Regions from separate parts of the Mus musculus genome. Here regions 1 and 2 are each linked to region 3. The links are chromatin contacts, called in public HiChIP or PLAC-seq and promoter capture Hi-C maps. All regions are on one chromosome and are shown on one strand. The core of a region is the stretch at or near the end of the contact, and the rest is flanking DNA. Distances in the headings are between cores, read along the strand shown. Region 1 overlaps Mta1 (metastasis associated 1). Region 2 has its middle 24 kb from the start of Gm40584. Region 3 holds the start of Gpr132 (G protein-coupled receptor 132).

Region 1 (3,657 bases), core at 283-2,782, 270 kb before region 3:
GTGTCTGGATCCCCACAGACATCCCTGTTCCTCTGTCCACTGTGTTTCAGCTGCCATAGCCCAAAATGCTTAGCACTAAACCCAGATTAACTCCTGAGCCAAAAAAGCTTAAATCCTGATCCCTCCTCCCCAGTGGAGCAAGCTCATGAGAAGGGTGGCAGAGGTTCTTCAGCTCAACTCTGGAGGCTGCCAAACCTGGAGTCCTACACCCACCGCCCACCCTGACCCGCCCCAGGAACATGAAATAGGACTTACTAGTTGGGAATATAAACCTGCTTTAACTTGCTCTCAGCTTCAGCTGCTTTCAAGCGTTTCTTTAAACAAAACAGAGGGTGAGGGAGGTCACCAGGCTGGCCAGGGAAGCTGGGAGGCCACAGGGAGGGGTCACCATTTGTTTCTCCATCACTGGCATCCTTAGGGAAAACTTGCATGGCCCTCCCTGGCCAACCTAGGCCCAGGAAGTGGGGGTACCAGGCTGGCTAAGGGTGAGGAATGTCCCTTCCTCCCAGTCTGTGAGTCCTCTAGTGACCCCAGCTCCTTCCTCTTTGCTCTAGGGCTTAAGGGGAGGCCGCTGGGAAAGTATGAACAAATGTAATGTGGCTATGTGGGGATTGGAGAGGACGGATAGCGTGGTGCGAGAGTGGATGGTCTACCTGCTGGACGTATCTGTCGGTGGTCTTCCACATGTAGTAATACTCAATGATGCTGGTGAGCGACTTCCATGGGAGCTGCGGGGACAAGGCAACACGATGGGTGGCAGAACAGGGCTGCTGCCCACACAGGCGAAGGAGAAGAGTGGCAGAGGCAGTGCTGGGTATCACATCAGGTCTCCCACTAACGGCACCCCGCCCCCAGTGTTCATTAAACACAGCAAGACCATAGCAGGTATCTGGTTGACCTTGCTCTTCCCTGAAAATCCAAGCTAAAACAATTACCATTATGCCTGGAAGGAGATGACCATAACTTGGTTCTGTTCTTACCAAGAATCAGAGATGTATGGACAAGATCGGCTCAAGTCCCTCAACCAGGACTTCTCAGCTTCCAGAACCAGAGAGGGGTGAATTTGTTGGAATCACCCATTCTCAGGGGCTTGAATGAGAGGCCTCCCCACGGCCCACATTCTTAACTCCTTGGCTGGAACGCCAAACCTCCCGCTTCTCTGGGTTACTGAGCTCCAGGGCGACTTTTCCATGTTCTTTGTCCTTCCCGTTATGTGTTTCTTTCCAGTGTCAAGCACCTAAGGTTTCTCTCTTTCAGCACACAGCTACAAGCCCCTAACCCTGTGCCTCCTTCCAGTGCTCCCTGGGCCACCAGCTACATCACTCAAGTTTCGTCTTCTCCCCTGAGTTACTGTTTGGTCGGTCTGTTGGCAGTGGCAGGGATCAGAACCAGGGTGTCCTACATACAAGGGATGCGTTCTCCCACTGAGCTACACACCAAGGCTGGCAACTTCAGTCTTTAAAGGCTGTGTGCTGGTTAAATGTCACCTGCAAACATTGTCTCTTTAGATCTTTGAGCTTTATCTACGAACAATTTCCTGTGAGCAGACTCATGAAGTGTTGAGTGGCATGAGCTATGCAAAGGTGAGTCTGCCTGTGTTCGGTAGAGCCCTGTTTCTGTGCCTGGTTCACTCGATCCTCTCGCCCAGTCAGCCTTGCTCTCCGGCAAGCTTCTCTCCAGAGTCCGACAGACTCAGTTTACCTGTTGAACCATGTCTAGAAGCACAGAGACTCTCCAGAGCTGCCAGCTCAGTTCTCATCACTGTCTTCCTAGTGCTACTTTCATCTAAGAGGCTCTGCTCACGTCATTTGGTTGGTATTTTTTTAATCCAGTTGCACCCCAGGTCGTTGAGCTGTGGGTACTGTGGCCCTGGGAGTGACCAGCACCCGAGCCCCCGCCAGGTCCACCCCTTCAGGCCTCCAGCCTACATCAGCACTCTGCATGCTCCCAGCTCTGCCACCCTGGTTCCGGTTTGCTAATGAGCTGACTTGTTTGTTTGTAGCAGTTTCCCAGGCTGGATCCTCCTGCCTCAGCCTTCTCAGTGCTAGGATTACAGGCACGTTTCACCATGCTCAGTCAGTCTTGCTATTTTCATAGCGCTCCAATGTCCATTGGAGTCCACTTAGTGTCCATACAGTCCGCTTACTACACCCTGGATCCTAGAAACGCCACCTCCTCAAGGCTGTATGAAGGTGGCCCAGCTACCTCACCTCATACAGATAACAGATATGCACTCCAGAGTGCCTGTAGGCTTTTAGTCAAGTTTAACACTATTCAGTCTTTTGGGAAGTTTTTTTGGGGTGTGGGGTATGGGTGGGGGGACCTCTGAGAACTCAGCTCTCCCACATTAAAGACCCTGAAGACTTGCTAGAACTGCACACAGGAGTGAGGTTCAGCTTAAGAACAACAACAACAACAACAAAACCAAAAACAAGTTTGGGCAACTGTTAAGTCTTGAGGATGCTTCCAAGAGAACCTCCTCCACAGCAGTATCCTAGCTCCAGTGAGCTGCTGTGCCTGCCCAATGTTCACTGCTAGCCACACCATCCCTGGACTGAGAGGGCAGAGGCCTGGCCATTGAGAGATGGGGCCTGATAGCCACTCCCCCAACCTGCTTAAGCACTTACAAAATCTTGTTGAATGTCGGTGAAATCTTTCCCATATTTTTCCAGAGCTTCCTCAAAAAGGTTGGCTTCTGATGCGGACCACTCCTCCATCTCATCGCGGCAGAGCACTGGCCCACCCTGGGGCACGAGGGCCGAGATGGCCTTGGAGATGTCGTAGATGTTCTTGTGCAGCGTGTCCATAGCATGGAACTGCAAGACAGCAGGGTTCCCCTGGGACCAGGCTGTCCCCAGGCTCTAAGGAGTGTCTTCCTGCATCCAAGATGTGACCCCCCACCCCCACCCCTTCAGGTCTCAAGGTGACAATCTAGTAGCTGCCAAGCCCCTCCCGGGGGGAGTTGGGGGCGGGGGAGAAGCCCTCCCTAACTCCCTTAGCATGTTAGATAAATCTAAGGTACACCAGGAAAGGCTGGAGTCCTGAGTCCTTAGTTACCTTGCTAGGACCCCTGTGTCTAGGTCGGTGCTGGACCCCAGAAGAAAACAGGAGAGGTGGCAAGTGGCCCACTCACCAGGGTGATGTCTCGGGAGGCCGCTGCGGCACTCATGTGCAGGCTAGGCTGCCGCACGGAGCTGCTGCAATCCAGGGCCCGTGCAAAGGTACCCACAGAGCTGGGGAGAAGGAGACCCACTGACCACCGGAGTTGACCTGGAGGGACGGGCTCCACCAGGCCAGTCAGTGAGGGCCAGGACCCAGGTGCTACACCCACCAAAGGGTCTCTGGGGCTCAGCTCTGGAGGGGCTCAGGTAGCTGTAGATGCACGTGGTGGCACAAGTCCCCAGGTATGAAAGAATCAGAGGACACGCAACATACAAAACATGACTCAATGCTGGCTGAGAGAAGTCTGTCTATCCATGTGTGTCTGCTGGAGGTCACTGCATTGGGAGCTGCCTCAGACCTGGGACACTAAGCCTCACTGTCTGTAGCAAATGTAGACAGGTCCCTCCTAGGCCATGCTGGGATTTGCTGAGCCACAACTGCTCTGGGGGCTCAGCACTGATTGTGGGGCCCTATCTTCTTCATTCAAACAGCCGC
Region 2 (4,027 bases), core at 205-2,704, 300 kb after region 3:
TTCTTCTTTGTGGGTTCCTCCTGGGTTCTTCTAACAATACCGTCTCTGATTCAGCTCAGCTCCTCCTGTCTTTTTTTTTTTTTTTGATTTTCGAGACAGGGTTTCTCTGTGTATTCCCGGCTGTCCCGGAACTCACTTTGTAGACCAGGCTAGCCTTGAACTCAGAAATCCGCCTGCCTCTGCTGAGATTAAAGGTGAGCGCCACCACGCCCGCAGCCCCCCCCCCCCCGCAGCTCCTCCTGCCTTAACCATCCCTATTTTTACTGATTAAGCAATCTCCTCTCCTCTCCTCTCCTCTCCTCTCCTCTCCTCTCCTCTCCTCTCCTCTCCTCTCCTCTCCTCTCCTCTCCTCTCCTCTCCTCTCCTCTCCTCTCCTCTCCTCTCCTCTCCTCTCCTCTCCTCTCCTCCCCTCCCCTCCCCTCCCCTCTTGCCCTAGTTGCTCTTCTTTTTGCTCCTACTGTCTTTTCTGACCCCACTCTTTTGCCGCCTGGATCCTACTCCGATTCCAGGCTCTGCTGCCTTTTTTATCCTCTCCAGTTCCCAGAAGTCCAAGAGGCAGCCAACAGGGTCAAGCAGTTCCAATGGCTTAAGCACTCCCAAAGAGCCAGTTGACTAGCTACTGGGGATCCTTTAAAGGGCCAAGCACACAGAATCATTCACGCTACAGTTGACCTTGATCAGGTGACTCCAGCATGTGGTCATCCTCTGCTGCTGACCTGTTCCGGGCTTTCACTCCCTACTGCGAGCCATGTTCCATTTCCAGAGTCTCCCTGAATGTTTGGAATTCTTCATTAGAGAGACTGATTTTCTCATCACTTGAGTGATGGCTTCTATAAGGTCTAATGCTGCAACACCAGGGGGCAGCATAATGAGGGAGCCTCCAGTCTAGAGCAGGGGTGCAGGTCTCAGTATACCATCACAGCAGCCTTCCATGCACTGCACTCTGTTTGCACTGATCCCAGATTGCACACTTCCACCTGCACACTTCCACCAATTACAGAAGTCCCTGTGCTGGGTCAGCTGAGGAAGTACTCTCCCTCTGGCCAGGGTGAAAATGACAGTCCTGTCAACAAGAGTTCAGCCAGCTTTGTGATGGCTGGCCCAGCAGTCCCCTGAAGCTGCCTTGTGCTTCAGTAGCAAGCAGCTGCTGTTTGCAGGGTGGCTCCCTCCAGGTATCTGTGGAGTACTCAAAGCAGGGGCTGCTGCCTGACAGATCGAGACATCCAGGGTGCGAGAGAAGGGCCTAACATCTGTTACCTGGGAGTGACATGGCCTTAGGCACTAAGATTGTAGCTGTATTTAACAGGAGAATAAATAATAAGTGGAAGCTTACAATGAAGGATTATCGTTATTAATAGTGACTTAAGAATATTCAGCACGCTCACCTCCTGGCCCAGGGCCTCAGGGAGAGGAAGGTGCTTTCAGCTTGTGTAACTTGTTCAGGGACAGAGTTCAACTCCTCCCCGGTTTCACTGTTGCTTTGGCTGGACTGGAGACCTGTTTTTCCCTTCTCAGAGGCGAAGCTGAAGACTGAGGCAGTAAGGGCACTGGCAGGGGGGCACAGGGGCCTGGAGGGACAGAAAGGATCTAAGGAGGACAGCTCGGGACTGAAGCGATGCACCTAGGCATCCTAGCTCCCTGTCTCCTAGCTCCACTGGTGCCCTGACCTTTAGCCTCCCTGCCCCACTGGAAGTTCCCCCTCAGTGGCACCCTGACCCTCAACCCCACAATTCCCTGCTTCTCAGCGCCCCTCCTCCACTGGCTTGCTGCCCCTCAGCCCCATTGGCTTCCTATCCCTCAGCCCCCACTGGTAACCTGTTTCCCAGCTCGCTGGCACCCTGCCCCTCAGCCCTACAAGCCTATCCTCCGTCCTCTCTCTGTGGGAATGCCTGGGCTCAAGTTCAAAGTGTAGAGGGGAAGGGTTTCCTTCCTCTGTAGACTGAAGTCCCCTCCCCAGGGAGACACCAGAACCATTGTCCCTTGTGGCTCCTGACCTGCTGTGAGACTCTGTATCTGCCCTGGGCCCTGCCTGCAGTTTCTTCAGTTTATCTGCTTGCTCACAGGGTATATACCGTTAATTGCTACTTTGTTTTTGGAAGCTTGCACGCCATTATTCCCACCAACAGTCCCCTCTACCCTTTGTTGTTTTAGGATGCTTTCTTCTGAGATAGCACCTCATTATACGACACCAGCCAGCCTGGAACTCACTCTCTAGACCAGGCTGACCTTGAACTCACAGAGATCCACCTGCCTCTGCCTCCAGAGTTCTGGGATTAAAGGGGTGCGCCACCACAGCTCGTTCACTTTAGGGTATGCTTGACCATTTTCATCCTAACGAACATGAGATGGAAACTAAGTTTGACGTTTTTTGTTTTGAGCAGAGGTCCAAACTAGTCTTGAAGCTAGTCAGATCTCTGTGTCAATCTCCAAAGGGCTGGAATTATAGGTGCATGCCACCACATGCAGCTGAGTTTTTCATTTCAATGGGAATTTGTATTTTTAGCATTTATTTATAATTATCTTTTGTGTAAGTGTGTGCTGGGTAGTTTTTAATGTCAGCTTGACATAAACTAGAGTTATCTGAGAGGAGGAAACTTTAACTGAGAAAATATCTCCGTAAGATCCAGCCGTAGAGCTTCCCCCCCCCCCCACCCCTTTGGGACTGATGTGGGCGGGCTCAGCCTATGGAGGGTGGTCCTTCCTTGGGCTGGTGGTTCTGGGTTCTATAAGAAAGCAGGCTGAGCAAGTCCTGCGAAGCGAGCCAGTAAGCAGCACAGCTTGAGGCCTCTGCACCAGCTCTGCCTCCAGGTTCCTGCCCTGCTTGAGTTCCTGTCCTGACGGACTTCAGTGATGGTGGATGATGTTTAAGTGTAAGGCTCATAAGCCCTTTCTTCCTGTTGGGCCCAGTGTGCTAAGCCCGTGACGAGATACCACGAACTTGGCAACACTTAAAAAAGAAAGCATTTAATTTGGGCTTGCTTACACTTTGAGTTTTAGTCCATTATCATTATGGCAGGGAGCATGGCAAAATGTAGTTAGACTTGGTGCTGGAGAAGTAGCTTAACCGGATCTGCCTGCAGCTGGAAGAGAGGGCCACTGGGACTCTTTCAAAACTCAGCGCCATGAGATGAAAGGATGGACCATCTAGAGACTGCCATACCCGGGGATCCATCCCATAATCAGCCTCCAAACGCTGACACCATTGCATACACTAGCAAGATTTTGCTGAAAGGACCCAGATATAGCTGCCTCTTGTGAGGCTATGCCGGGGCCTGGCAAACACAGAAGTGGATGCTCACAGTCAGCTATTGGATGGATCACAGGGCCCCCAATGGAGGAGCTAGAGAAAGTACCCAAGGAGCTAAAGGGATCTGCAAGCCTATAGGTGGAACAACAATATGAACTAACCAGTACCCCCGGAGCTCGTGTCTCTAGCTGCATATGTAGCAGAAGAAGGCCTAGTCGGCCATCACTGGAAAGAGAGGCCCCTTGGTCTTACAAACTTTATATGCCTCAGTACAGGGGAATGCCAGGGCCAAGAAGTGGGAGTGGGTGGGTAGAGGAGTGGGGGGTATGGGGGACTTTTGGGATAGCATTTGAAATGTAAATGAAGAAAATACCTAATTTAAAAAAAAAAGAATTTCATGAAAGTAAATAAAATACTTAGTAGTAAATGTACTAGAAAAAAAAAAACAAAAAACAAACAAAAAAACCCCTCAGCTCCAGGGACACAGTTCCTCTAACAAGGCCATTGCTCCCTGCTGACTAAGCATTCAAATAAACGAGCCTATGGGGCCCATTCTTATTCAAACCACCATGCCTCTGGTAATGGCTGTGCCAGGTTGTCGACTTGACTATATCTGGAATGAACTACCATCCGGAATTGGAAGGCTCACCTGTGACCCAGATCTTGAGACAGAGTGGCTATGAATCCCAGGAGACGAAGGCCTGGAGATCTCTGAGTTCAAGGTCATCTGGGACAAAGCAAGTCCCACATCCAGGCATGGTATCACACACCTTTAATCTG
Region 3 (3,538 bases), core at 176-2,675:
TGTGCCAGAGCCATCAAACCCCTTTGCCCTCCAAGGTCAGGTACGAGTGGCATCGTGGTCAGAGCCCAGGGAGGACTTACTGTGCACTAGATTCCTTGAAGGCGACGGCCCACGAACAGCTGCTTTCAGAAAGTTAAGATGGACTATCTTCAGGCCCGCATGCCAGCTGTCTGCCCCACACCCCTGAGGGCCAGCTTTCTAGGGACTGTACTGCCACCCACACAAATATGTAAATGTCTGTTAGGGGTTGGGTGAGAAAGAAAGGCCTCCAGCCTCACAGCCTTGAAGCCTGGCATGACTCTCAGAGAGCATGTCTGTCTTTGGACTTAGGCAGGGAGCTGCTATCTGGGTCATGACCTTTCAAACTGCTCTGTAAAGCTGGGCTTCGTCGGCTAGCGCTTCTGAAAGTGTTAGCTGAACACAGGCTACCAAGGCCAGCTTTGCCTTCAGTTTTGAGGACTCTGGGAGCTGTCAGGGATGGGGCCAACACCCCCAAGCCTAGAGCCAGCCTTTGGGCTGAGTGTGGTTAAGTTAGTGGTGGGTACCAGCAGTGGCCACCTGCCTTTTTCCAGAGAAAACAGGTTACATTTGGGTGTAAGATGTATGAGCCCAGGGCCACTAGAAGCTGCTGTGCCCATCATCCTGAGCAGCCCTCAGCGGTGGGGCTGCCACAGTAATGCCAAGTACTTACTGTATGTGGCACAGTACTTACTGTATGTGGCACAGTACTTACTGTACTGTGGCACAGTACTTACTGTACTGTGGCACAGTACTTACTGTATGTGGCACAGTACTTACTGTATGTGGCACAGTACTTACTGTATGTGGCACAGTACTTACTGTATGTGGCACAGTACTTACTGTATGTGGCACAGTACTTACTGTATGTGGCACAGTACTTACTGTATGTGGCTCTCACAAGCAAAACCACTTGTAGAGTTCCTGGGTAAAGGCTTTGTTCCGAAATGAAGGATGGTTTCTCAGACAGAGCTGGGGTGGAGGTGTGCCCCCGAGGGCTCTGCCTCCAGGAAGAGATCGGCCGGGATGGTTGGGTTCATGGTAGAGCGCTTGCAGAGTACCAGGTGGGTGTTCCAGCACCAGGCCTGGATGTAAAGAGCTGGTGATGTGACCTGTCCTGCCTGACTCGGGATCAGGTGGGGGCCAGTCCTCCCGGAGCTGCCCAGAAGAGCCGTTTGAGCCTCCATCTTTCAGTTCTCGGTACCTGAGAAGAGCCATCATCCGAGCAAGGTCAGACAGGTCTGGAGCTGTTTTTCTGTCATCCCAACCCATTGTCATCACAGTGATGTAAGCCTGACGCTAGCCTGCGTTGTGGTTAGGGGAGTTCCTTGGAGTGAGCGTGCTCAGATACCCCCTCCCACTACTTCCTGAAACCTCCCAGCTGGGCCTGCAGAGGGGTGCTCAGCCCTGCCTCAGGACGGGCCTGCCCTGTGCTGCCTCAGGACTGGCTTGGGTAAGTCAGTGGATCCTAGATCTGGGGAGTGGGTCTGGGGGGGCCATGCTCTCCATAGTGGTTCTGAAAGAAATGTGATTTTGATGGCATAACAGTGTGGCTTGGCCCCAAGTGTTTAGCCAAGGCTTGTCCCCAAGAAGGGACTCAGGGGCACCATGCCCACCTATGTAAGGGCACAGGGACAATAGCATATATCAGACTGCTCTTCCCCAACCTACCTGGATGCTTCTGGAAGATCTTTACCCCAACTGTAGATACAGACGCTAGTAGAAGGACTGGACTTCCTCTGACAGGGAGCTGAGGACCACAGAGGCATCCTGGTCAGTATGGTTGGTGGGACTAGGGGTTCCTCTTCCTAGGAGTTACCTAGGGTTAGAGGCAGGCTCTGAGGAGGGATGAACAGTGGGGCTCCACTGGGATAGGCTGTGTGGTCGTGAGGCTAGATCCTGGGGCTGGCCACTAACCGACTCTGAGGCAGGCATTTGGAGTGCCTGTCAGAGGAGATCTTGTAACTTCTACTAGATTTGTGAGGACAGACTCATGGACTGCTCAGCATGGCCACCGAGGACTGTGAGCAGCTGTTATGGTCTTACCAATGAGGGCACGTGGCACAATGTCTTAGGGGGCTAACCACGCAGAGGGGTGAGAACGGAGACACCCCGAGGGAAGGTGGGAAGGAAGAGTAGCTGGTGCAAGCACTCAGCTTAGAGATCAGTCAAACTGAAATGTGCGTTATTGAGAAGTGTGGTGTGGGGGATGGGCCCCCAGATATACAGGATGTATAGTTGACACTAGTAATTTAACGGTTCCTGCCAAATGGCGTTCTGAATTTGAGTCAGTGTTCTGAGTTTGAGGACAGAAATGAGGAGGAAGTTTTGTTGTTGTTGTTATTTTTTGCCTTTCACCTCTCTCTCCTCTCCTCTCTCTCTCCTCTGCCCTCTCTCTCCTCTCTCTCCTCTCTTCTCTCTCTCCTCTCTCTTCTCTCTCCTCTCTCTCCTCTCTCCTCTGCCCTCTCTCTCCTCTCTTTCCTCTCTCCTCTCTCTTTCTCCTCTCTCTCCTCTCTTCTCTCTCCTCTCTCTCTCCTCTCCTCTTTCTCTCTCTCTTTCTGTATGTATGTGTGCATGTGTGTGTGTTTCCATGTGTATGGGCACACATGTGTACACACACACACACACACACACACACACACACACACACACACACACACACACACACGTGAATGTGGAGTCCAGAGATTGATGTTCCAAACCATCCCCAGTTGCTCTTCCATCTTCTTCCTTGAGGCAGGGTCTTTCATTCAAGCCTAGAGTCTACAGATGTGGCTACTCTTGCTAGCTGGCTTGCTCTGGGGGGGATCTCATCTCTACCTTCTGAGGCTGGAATCCATAGGTGGACTGCTACAGGAACTAGGCATTTATGTGAGTTCTGGGGATCCAAATATAAGTCCTTATACTCGTGTGACAAGCACTTTTACCACTGAGCTGTCTCCCGCCAGGCCCCAGAGAAGCCCATAGGAGGATGGAAAAGTGAAAGATCAAAGCAACCCAAAAAAAACAGAAATTCCTGCAGTAGAGAAATATGGCACAGTGTGCTGGTGGCTCAATGGGCCAGTCCAGCCACCCTGGCTTACAGTTCACCTCTCCACAGGGCGGAAACAAAGTGTGTCTTCCCTTTGTGCTTTCCTGTCCGTTAGGAAAGCTCCACAGTCAAAAGACTGACAGGACCGTCAGCATCACAGGTGGCCTGTGCACAGCATCACAGGTGGCCTGTGCATGTTCTGGCTACCCCAAGTACCTCTCTTTCTGGAAGATGGGTCTCCTGAGGGGAGGGGCTGCATGGTGTGGGAGTGGGCCTAGGGAAGGCTGGAGGCAGGAGAGTGGAAGTGGGAAGGATGGTGGGAGCAGGTGGCCATGAAGAAGGTATGGTTTGAAGATGGCTGGATAAGGTCAACATGAGTCTGAGGACTGGTGGCAAGGGGAAGCAGGGGTGTGGCTGGGAGTTAGGGCAGGTAGAAGAGGACATCCAGGGCCGGTTCACCATGCAGCCTGGTGGCTACAAGTGACGTGC

The links. Promoter capture Hi-C pulls out the DNA fragments that hold promoters and counts their contacts. HiChIP or PLAC-seq counts read pairs in DNA pulled down with a chosen protein or histone mark.
Region 1: an H3K27ac HiChIP or PLAC-seq map of regulatory T cell precursor shows a contact between it and region 3, with 3 times the contacts expected there. The contact joins the enhancer-like site here to the promoter of Gpr132 in region 3. A contact is called at or near these places in 2 of 39 promoter capture datasets (hippocampal neurons and stem cell-derived epiblast-like cells) and 3 of 115 datasets of contacts at active chromatin or transcription factors (large pre-B cells, memory CD8 T cells and regulatory T cell precursor).
Region 2: a promoter capture Hi-C map of pre-B cells shows a contact between it and region 3, with 3 times the contacts expected there. The contact joins the enhancer-like site here to the promoter of Gpr132 in region 3. A contact is called at or near these places in 3 of 39 promoter capture datasets (embryonic stem cells, pre-B cells and stem cell-derived epiblast-like cells), 3 of 484 Hi-C or Micro-C datasets (B cells, the G1E-ER4 cell line and embryonic stem cells) and 1 of 115 datasets of contacts at active chromatin or transcription factors (embryonic stem cells).

Annotation. Positions count from the first base shown.
Region 1 is chr12:113,127,191-113,130,847 of GRCm38.p6, reverse strand. Mta1 (metastasis associated 1) reads right to left here. Exons shown (of 21, transcript NM_001364622.1): 8 at 3,134-3,233; 9 at 2,628-2,816; 10 at 654-728; 11 at 256-314. Among named protein-coding and RNA genes, the nearest start is that of F930026P19Rik, 11 kb to the left of the region's middle. Within about 2 kb of position 1,532, at least 6 of the 459 cell types and tissues checked have an H3K27ac peak or open chromatin away from gene starts, as enhancers often do. A contact at or near this core is called in regulatory T cell precursor, where this site is marked.
Region 2 is chr12:112,557,243-112,561,269 of GRCm38.p6, reverse strand. No RefSeq gene overlaps it. Among named protein-coding and RNA genes, the nearest start is that of Gm40584, 24 kb to the right of the region's middle. Within about 2 kb of position 1,454, at least 31 of the 459 cell types and tissues checked have an H3K27ac peak or open chromatin away from gene starts, as enhancers often do. A contact at or near this core is called in the G1E-ER4 cell line and pre-B cells, where this site is marked.
Region 3 is chr12:112,858,803-112,862,340 of GRCm38.p6, reverse strand. It overlaps Gpr132 (G protein-coupled receptor 132), which reads left to right and starts at 1,425. Exons shown (of 3, transcript NM_019925.4): 1 at 1,425-1,471. Gm30461 (a long non-coding RNA gene) reads right to left here and starts at 2,197. Exons shown (of 3, transcript XR_381993.3): 1 at 1,690-2,197; 2 at 1-1,222.